2 separate regions of the Sparus aurata genome follow, and region 1 is linked to region 2. The links are chromatin contacts, called in public Hi-C maps. All regions are on one chromosome and are shown on one strand. Each heading gives the region's core, a stretch centred on a gene start, on an enhancer-like site or on the middle of the called end of the contact. The rest is flanking DNA. Distances are from core to core; before and after follow the strand shown.

What was found. A called contact is a pair of places that touch in the nucleus more often than the background predicts.
Region 1: a contact with region 2 is called in a Hi-C map of skeletal muscle, with 16 times the contacts expected there. The contact joins the promoter of LOC115569297 here to the promoter of matr3l1.1 in region 2. A contact is called at or near these places in 2 of 2 Hi-C or Micro-C datasets (skeletal muscle and an unstated tissue).

The regions. Positions count from the first base shown.
Region 1 is chr18:2,235,990-2,240,542 of fSpaAur1.1, reverse strand. It overlaps LOC115569297 (transcription factor COE3), which reads left to right and starts at 2,599. Exons shown (of 13, transcript XM_030397328.1): 1 at 2,599-3,394. The coding sequence starts at 3,261.
Region 2 is chr18:1,633,694-1,638,695 of fSpaAur1.1, reverse strand. It overlaps matr3l1.1 (matrin 3-like 1.1), which reads left to right and starts at 3,365. Exons shown (of 21, transcript XM_030395897.1): 1 at 3,365-3,551.

The sequences.
Region 1 (4,553 bases), core at 1,350-3,849, 600 kb before region 2:
ATAAATACTAAAGAAAACATTAACATTTCTGTGTATTTAAAATATTTAATGCAAATAACTAATAGTGTTAAAAAAATGCTCTGCCGTGGTTCTATTACGAACTAGCCTGGCAGCGCATGTTTAACCTGCAGAGACTTCAAGGGTGGTTCGAGGGGGTTCTAGACATCCACGAATACATGAGGCGGTTCCAGGGGTTCTTGGAGGAGGCTGTAATATTCTGTTCTGTAATATTCAAGTAGTTCGAGAGAATCTGAAGGAGGTCCAGCAAGCCATATCTTTGGATCCACGGACATTAAAGTCCTGGTGCTGTTAAAGAATATCCAGAGGGGGTTAATGTGTTCGAAAAATGCTCCAATACAGGTTCCAACGGGTTCTGGGGGATTCTAAGGAATATGAAGAGGATTTAAGATGTTCTTATTAAGGTTCTGAGGAATTTCAAGGGACCTTGGGATCCAGAAAAGTTGATGGAGGTTTGGAGATTGAAGGTCCTGGAGTTGTCAAAGAATTTCCAGAAGGGTTTCTGTATTACTGAGAAGGGAGTCCAGGGATGTTCGCAGGTATCGAGGCTTTTTAGGGGGATTTCAGAGCATCTTAAGAAGAACCAGGGTGTCTTAAAGGATTCCCAGGGGGTCAGTGTTCCGTGGGAGGTTCTCTACATTTACAGGCTTCTAAAGGAGGTTCTGGTCATGTGGATCAGGGAGCTCTGAGGGTTCTTTAATTGGTTGCAGGGGCTTGAATAAAGGTCCTGGAGATTTTTAAGAGAGATCTCATGGGTGATCATGATAGTCCCCCCAGGTACTTTGGGGTAATTCTTACGGTACTCCAGGAGGTCTAGATGAGGGTTCTGAGAGGATCCAGAAGTGGTTTGAGGCTCCTGTGATCGTGTGTCTTCATGCTCTGTCATGCCGTCTTGAGTTCTTGTGGAGTTTCCGAGGGGAATCTTACAGGAGAGCTCTGTGATGGCAGTGTTCTGGAGGAGGTTTGTCACGCCATCATGATCCAAACCTAAAATCACAAGAAGAAGCAGAATGAGGAGAATCAACACAATAAATAAAATAAAATCAGATTAAATGTATTAGAGAGGGGAACACACACATTGTGAGAATCTGCTCCATCAGGCCTCTGTGACAATTATTAAAATGTGACGATGATGATTTTTATTTGTGGAATTTTACTGAAATGATAAAAGTGTAACATTAATTATCAGAAATGTTTTTACTGAAGACACATAATTATAATGATTAAAACGATGAAATCATATTATTAATAATGTATATTATATCAGAGCCGGGCGGTGAGACGAGCCTGTTGCCGCCTGGTTTCTAATCCGGACCCTCTTCTTCTTTTTCTTCTTCTTCTTCTCCATCCTCCTCTTCTTCATCACCAACATGTTTGCAGCGTCTCATTGACTTTTTCTCTCCGCGCACACAGAAATATTTTTCCAGGCTTTCCAGACGTTTCTGTGTCCCTGGAGGAGGCAGCGGGCTAAAGGAGGATAAATATTTAATCAGCGCTGCTCTGGAGTTTGTGCTTAATTAGAGGAATTCTGCTCCTGCCACGAAAATGAACAAAAAAATGACTGCTGGAGATGTCAAAGCCCCCAAAACATCAAGAGGGATGATCAGAGAATAATAATAATAATTATTAATATTAGTTATTATTATTATTACGGACTTGCAATTATTATGGATCGCTGCGGCCTGCTCCCTTTAAACTCTAAAACTAAAGACAAAGACAGCAGTGAAATAAAACACTGACTGAAACACAGCTTATTAGAGGCTTTCCCTCCTGGTGCGTGTGTCTGTGTGTATGTGTATGTTTGTGTGTGTGTGTGTCTGCGCGCGCGCGCGCGCGCGTGTGTGTGTGTGTGAGAGAGAGAGAGTGCCATATGTCCGTGCGTAAAAAAGCGCAAATTGGTGCCAAATTTGCGCGCCTCCCGTGTCAGTCAGCCCGAACGCGGGATGACAGAGGAGATTATTCCACATGAAACCAGTTAATCCCCCCAAATCTGAAGAAGTCTGTGAGGTTTGAGGAAGTGAATACAGATTTGTGTTACTGATGAGGTTCAGTATTACAGTCTCGTACCCGCTGAAATAAATCTGGAGCGGGAAAGAGACGCGGAAGGTTTGGGTGAAGGAGGTTCAAGCTTCTGTCTAAACCTTAACAACTCATTTAATGACGGATTGGAAAGTTAAAACTACAGATATTATAGAGTCGAGACATAATGTGAGTTTGCAGAAACAAGAATCAGAGTTAAATGATGCGTAAAAATCAGAAAGTGACCTGTGACTGTGTGCGGGTCAACATGTCAGTCTGTGTGTTCACATGTCTGAAGAGTCTCCGTCATGAAGTCTTTTCGCACAATCTTGAAACATTCAAACCTCATTTTTTACAGTGCGCACGGCCGAACACGCGGAAACCCTTATTTGGAGTCCGTTTTGAAAAAACAATGACGCAACGCGCCACTACCACCAATCAGAAGCCAGAGGTGCGACCAATATCCGAATGAGCTGCCCTTATTTGGTGCTGTCCCCGCCCCCTCCCGCTCCACGCCGGTCCCACGGGAGCTGCCGAGCCCCGGACCCCGGGAGAAGGAGCTCTCCGCCGGGACAGAGGAGCCATAAAGAGCCGGGGAGGGAGGGGGATGAGATTTCTCGCTGCCCAATCCCCCTGTTCCCCCGGGAGCAGCAGCCTTCCACGGTCCGTCCCTCCCTCTTGTTTGCTAATCATTTCATTTTACTCCTTTTTGAAGCGCTGGCGTGTTTTTTTATCCCACTTTTCATTTCTTCACAATCCGCGGCTGCTCGCACTCCCTCTGATCCCCGGCTCTCCGCGCTCCGTTCTCCCGGCGTCAGGCGCTCCGGATCCCGGCTGATTCTCCTGCATCCCACTGTCTCCCTCTCTCTCTCTCTCTGCGGGCTCCTCTGAGATGCTCTCCCCGCTCTCCGAGCCTCTCTCCGCCCTCTTTTAACTTCACAGAGACGCCGGTTTAACGCCCGGACAGCTGCGAGCCAGGGCTGGGATCTAAAACAACCCCGGAGAAACCCAGAGGGATCCCGGGCTCTTCTTTGGATCAGGACCCGGTACTTTGGGGAAGCGCTCGTGTGTCCCTCCTCCTCCTCCTCCTCCTCCTCCTCCTCCTCATCGCTCCTCTTTTCTCCACCTTAATCCAGGTTGGCTTTTTTTGAGTGGCTGGTACAGGGAGGATTATTCTTCTTTCTTGTTTCTGGTGAAGACAAAGCTCCCAGAAGGACACTTTGATGTTCTCCATCCAGGACAGCCTCCCCCGGGGGGCCCTGACCATGAAGGAGGAGCCGCTCCCCACCGGCATGACCCCGGTCCGCTCCTGGATGCAGGGCGCAGGGATTTTGGACGCCAACACAGCGGCCCAGAGGTAAAAATATCACCGAAACCGAGCAACTTTTAAGCTCTCTGCTGCGCGCTGCCAATCCTGTCCATTAGTGCCACCGTTAGAAAACTCCAGCGTGAAGGTGAAAGTCATGTTTGCATCCTCCAGGATCCGCCTGAGAAGTGACGAAGGTTCAGTCTGCAGAGCAACAGACGACAAAACAGCGAGTTGAACCAAAGTTAGAACAGATCCAAGCACATGGCTGAGAGTCAGAGTCACAGCTCCGGGGTCGTTTTATGTTAGAGACAAATAATAGAAGTCGAAGAGACGACGAAGAGAGCGCAAAGTGAATGAAACAGAAAAGACTGAAAACTTTGAGCCTAAACTGTCACAACATCAACTGAAGCGTTCTGGACGCTTTGGGTTTCCTCTGATAATTCATGTAAAATGACCGAAGTTCGGTTCTAATTCAGAAATCAGTTAAATTCATTTGGAGAGGAAAAAAAAAAGATTCCAAGAAAGAATCACTTCATAAACTGACGTCAGACAGAAACTGTGTTTTAGCCCAGCAGGGTTCATGGTGTCAGCGCGGAGCGGCTGCCCCATCACACCGACTCCCTCCACCTCTCCGCCAGATTCGGCTTCACTGACTGTCCGCTGCGGGCGGACACACACGCCGTAATGCTCTCCGCGCACCCACGTGTCTTTATAAACCAAAAGTCAAGTTGAAGTCATGTTTCGGTTCCCACACGCGGCTCCGTGATTCATTTAAACAAATCTGACACGCGTTTTGGTGCTGCGAGAACACGCCGCGCGCCGAGAGCGCCGAGAGGCGGCGGGAGGAGCGCTGAGCTGCAGCCCGCTGCACGAGGCTCATCTCTGGATACTCATCGCAATTATCGCAGTTAGCACATGTTTATTTCTTTAAATATCACAGAGATTTTCTATTTTACACAAACAAAATATTTTACAAATTCTGAAGAAGTGCACTCAATTTAAACCGCGAAATTAATTTAAATCCTGAACCAACTCCGGGAGGAAATGAAGCTTAATTTAAATGGCCTTACACATTCAAATAAAAAGATTTTCGAGTTGTTTGCACGCGAGATAAAAACAAGTTAACGTTTGACCTCCGTGATAAAAACACGCAAAACACGGACCGAACTTCACCCAGAACCCACCCGATGTTAGCGTTTTTAAAATG
Region 2 (5,002 bases), core at 2,116-4,615:
ACATGTGGCTCGACGGACTCACAGGTGTTTAACTGCAGGTAGATAACAAGTTAATAACAGACGAGGCTGCGCGTCACTGAACAGACAACATGATGTCGCTTTAACCCCTAAACATGCAAAAGATCAAGTAACTCTATTGAAATAAAAACAATAACATAAATTGTGATTTATTACAAAACAACCAGGAGAATTTATTTTATCTCTTCTAAAGGTCAGATTTCAGAAAATAAGTCAAAATGATCAACCTGCATGTTTTCTGTCATATTTTAATGTATCGGCTGTTTTTAAGATCATCACTTTTAGTGTGTGTTTTATTAACAACGCATGGATCAAACATGTCGTGTGATGTTCAGGTGAGGCACCTATCAGACCGACTCTCACCGGCAACTCACTTCATGAGACTGGAGATATATTTTATCTTTAATTTACATTTATATTTTCTTCATCTTTCATATTTAACATGATTGTTAGCGTAAACCTGAGTTATAAACATGAACACTGTGTTTGAGGGATACATTAAACTGAACATGTTTCTGTCTCAAACTCAGTGATGATAATGTAAAATACATTTTGCTGAACAATGATTATTATTCTCCTTGTTTCCATTCACACAATAATATACAATGAATCTGGAAACATGATTTAGGTGACGTCGTTTTTGTTAAAATAATTTTTAGTTTCTCTGCAATTAAATTAATTTAGTCAAATTTAAATCAGATGATGTTTTTGTTTTATGATTCTTATTTTATATTTGTATAATTTCTCTTCCACTGACTTTGTGTCTTTGTTTTAAATTCTCTGTCTCACTCTGGTCACCTGTGATTTATTGATTTGATTTGATTTGATTGTGCAGGTTTGATTTATTGTTCGATCATTTCTGCAGCAGGTTAGACATTTCTTCACTTTCTGTCAACCTCATATTTTATTTGACTGTTTTAAAGCTATAATTATATTAACAGTGTTTGTGTTAAAATAAACTGGATGTAACTCGTATTTCCCTAAAACACAAGCACAGTTTTTATTTGAATAATGTTTTATTTTTGTAATTTTATTTAAATGAGGCTGAAAACTGGCTGAGCTGTAAAATGTGTTTTTATCAGAGCGCCTGTTGTTGTATTCAACAAATACAGAATAGATTATCTTTTCAACAATAAAAACATGTTGAATTGTTTCAGACTGAGCAGAAATTGATGTAAAATACCATCAGCTGTATTTTATCATCTTTATTTCCACAAACTCATCAGAGTGAAACAGACGGCTGCTGATCTGTTCACCGTGTGGTCTGTGGCGCCGCCTGCTGCTTCATCACCACCAGCACCACCTACCTCCTGAGGTTTGAGTGCAGGACGGAAAAAGGACGAGACACCTGACAGTGAAAGAGAAATGTTGTTTCAGTCACATGTGATTTGTTACTTTATATTTCTATATGTCTCCTCATTTGTTCTTCTCATTGTTAAATTCATCCTGTGTTTTATCTGAGTGTATTTCTGAAGAATGTCATGGAGGATTTAAAGCCAACGTGGATGAGACGACCCTAAAATGTCATGATGAAGTCCAGGTGACAGCACAGAAAGCTCCAGAACAGCTGCTCAGTGGACGGTGACATGAGATCACCAGCTATATTTGCAGATAATGATTTATTTTGACCTGATGGATGAACTTCTTATTTTCATCTAATCATAATAAAAAAAACAGAATCGCATTGTTCAAAAGTCATATCAAGCAATCTTTGTTCATTTTTTATATTAAATAATAAAATAACACACAATAAAGTGAACATGAAGACCATCTGAGATTATAATACAGTGTTAGATATAATAATACCGACTGTTGCTGCTGAAAGCTTTGGTTTTGGTCTAGAGGCAAGACAGCGAAATATAAAAGTCATTTTATACATGAAAATAGATTTTAAACAAACATTTTATTATTATAAAGTTGTGTTCTGTGAAACCTTCAGGAGTGAAGCAGCCGTGCTGGATGTGTCCTGCTGGTAGTTTTCTCTCTGCAGGTTTGAATGACTAGCTGATGAAGGAGATGATGAAGCTCAGTGTGTCTGCAACACTTTGGACGGTGTTTGGTTTGAAAACTGGTCCTATGGCGCCTCCTTGCGGTCAAAACATCATATGACATTAGACATTCAGACCTCTCTGATAATTTCTCTTGAGTGTCATGTAAACGCACTCTGAGAGAAAACGTTTGGATTTAGATTTTTGATGCATGATATTTTTTTTATATATATATATATATATATATATATATATATATATATATATATATATATATATATATATATATATATATATATACTATATATATATATATATATATAACTATAACTATATATATATATATATATATATATATATATATATATATATATATATATATATATATATATATATATATATGTCTACCACACAAGTATGTAAAGTTAAAGCGAAACTCTCGCCAAAAAGCAACCAAGGCTTTATTTGTGATTGAATATGAGTCAAACCTTCGTGTGAAAGCATTATCACGGCGAAAGAGGCACTTTTAAGATTTACCGTAGTTTCGGTTTTGGGCACGTTAATTTTGAACGGGAGAGCTGAGCATGACACTAGCATCAAAATCGCTATTTTTAGAACACTAAGAAGGCTCGACACAACATGAAACTTTGCTCTTTGCACGCTTGAGGAGCGGTTCATACTCTCCTGCCTGTCAGGTCGCACTCGGGGATCAACACTTTTTGCCTGCCATGACGGGGACACGCAGGAGATGCAGCAGCTAACGTGAGTAGTTCAAATACCTTCTTTTTCATACACTCTGTGTACACAAACAATGTTCTCAATGCTCTTGTTCATGAGTAGAGACCCTGGTGATGCTACGAGCAAAGTTTTATGTTGTGTCGAGCGTTCTTAGTGTTCTAAAAATAGCGATTTTGATGCTAGCGTGTCATGCCCCAAGCTCTGCCGTTCAAAATTAACGTGCCCAAAACCGAAACTACGGTAAATCTTAAAAGTGCCTCTTTCGTCGTAATTATGCTTTTATACGAAGGTTTGACTCATATTCAATCCCAAATAAAGCCTCGGTTGCTTTTTGGCGAGAGCTTCGCTTTAAATGTTTTTATTTCAGTTCAATTCAACTTTACTATCTCAAGCAACTGTCTGCAGCAGGGTTAGATAGACTTAAATATAAACCTTGATTTATTCAAATTTTATGTATCTTATTTATTAATTTTTTATTTTGTTTCTTCTAATTAATTAATTGTATGGTTTTATTTCATTGTTTTTTTTTTCCATTAACATTTGTCATTTTTCAATTGTATAATTTTTAATCGCAGGGAGTCCTCCAGAACAGCAGGGGTCGATGGTTCAGCCTAGTTTGGTTTGAAGACCGTCATTATCGTAGAAGAGGAAGAATCCCTCGGAGAGTCAGACAGTCAGTTAGCCAACTGTTAGTTGTTAGCTCCTTTTTCTGCATCTGTCTGCAGTTGAAACAAAGTCGTCCCTTGTTGCTTCCTGTCTTAATGAACGACTCGGTGCTGTGTTAAGGAGTCCGGTGTTTCTCTGGAGGTAAGCTCGCTGCTCAGCTCATCTCTCTGTCGTAAGATAACTGTGTTGACGCTCGGAAAGCTAACGCTGTTAGCATGTTGAAACAACGTCTGGTCTCATACAGGTGATGGAGACTGAATCCACACAGAAGCTCTGAGACTCAACCGGACGCTGACCAACATGTCATTCACCACTTTAGCTTCATATGTTCAGTAGCATTAGCTTATAAACGGTTATAACCACACGTTAGTGACTGAAGATCTCTGAATGTTCTGTGTTTCGTGTTCTGATGATTCTTCATGTTCCGCTGTAACTGACCTGTCTGCCGGTACGGTTCTGCAGAGGTTCAAAACCACACTGACTCTTCTGCCTCAGGTTCACTGTGATCGTCACAAACAGCTGGGAGATGACAACATTTTCAGTCCTAAGCATGATGAATGTACAGTGATATACATTAAATCAAAGAAGATCCACACGGTAGGGACTCTGACAACAGAGTGTTTGGTATTATTGACTTATTATTGATCAGATCAGATCAGATCAGATAAGATAATCCATCGTTGATCCAAGAGCAGGAAATTCATGTGTTACAGCAGCACAGGTACACATACATATAGAACGTATATAATAGTTATAGCAACATTATGTCATTGTTTTACCTTAAAGGTCCCATATTATGAAAAAGAAGTTTTCTCTGGTCACTACATACATAAACTGGTCCTCCCTGAGCCTGCCAACTCCCAGAATGAGGAAAACAAGCGATTCCTTCATGGTCTCTGCAGCCCACCCACTGGTAAAACGGCACTCCTACAGGCTGTTCAGATTCATTTTCATAGTCCGGCCTCCTCTGCGCAGTGATAGGAGATATCTGAAAAGGGGGCGTTCATCCCTGAGGGGAAGTTTGGTGTGTCCAGTTGTAAGATAGCAGTACCCCCATTCACACTGGCTTTTTGGTGCGGCTTTAGTATGCCAATTCCCCGCCTCCATCTCAGTGTGAATCTCTCGGAGTCGGCGAGGGGTGAAATTTAGCTCCGGCGCTGAGCCGCCTCTGGAGGTAACCTAGTATCAGGGCCGTATTATTGGAGAACCGAACCAGTGTGAACGGATAAGCCGGCTTCGTGTATCCTGGGCGTGTCGATCGGACCGTCTTTAACTACAGGGGTCCTTAATACAGAGAAATGTCCCACAAAGCAACGTCACATGACCAAACAAAAGTAATACAGTAACTGTAACCGTCTTTGGCAACTTATATGAGGAAAAAAATACCGCAGATATACGTGGAGAAGCTTCTGTCCTCCCGGCAGTCCTACTGACTCTTCATCACATTTCTGCCCAAAAAACAGCGTCTGTCACCGGTAAAAAACTTTTATTCACCGAGTGTTTGTGATGAAAATAAATCACGGTCAGCCCTCCAGTCGAGACTTCAGTGAACTTCCCCCCATAAAACAGTCCCTAACCTTGAACATCATCAC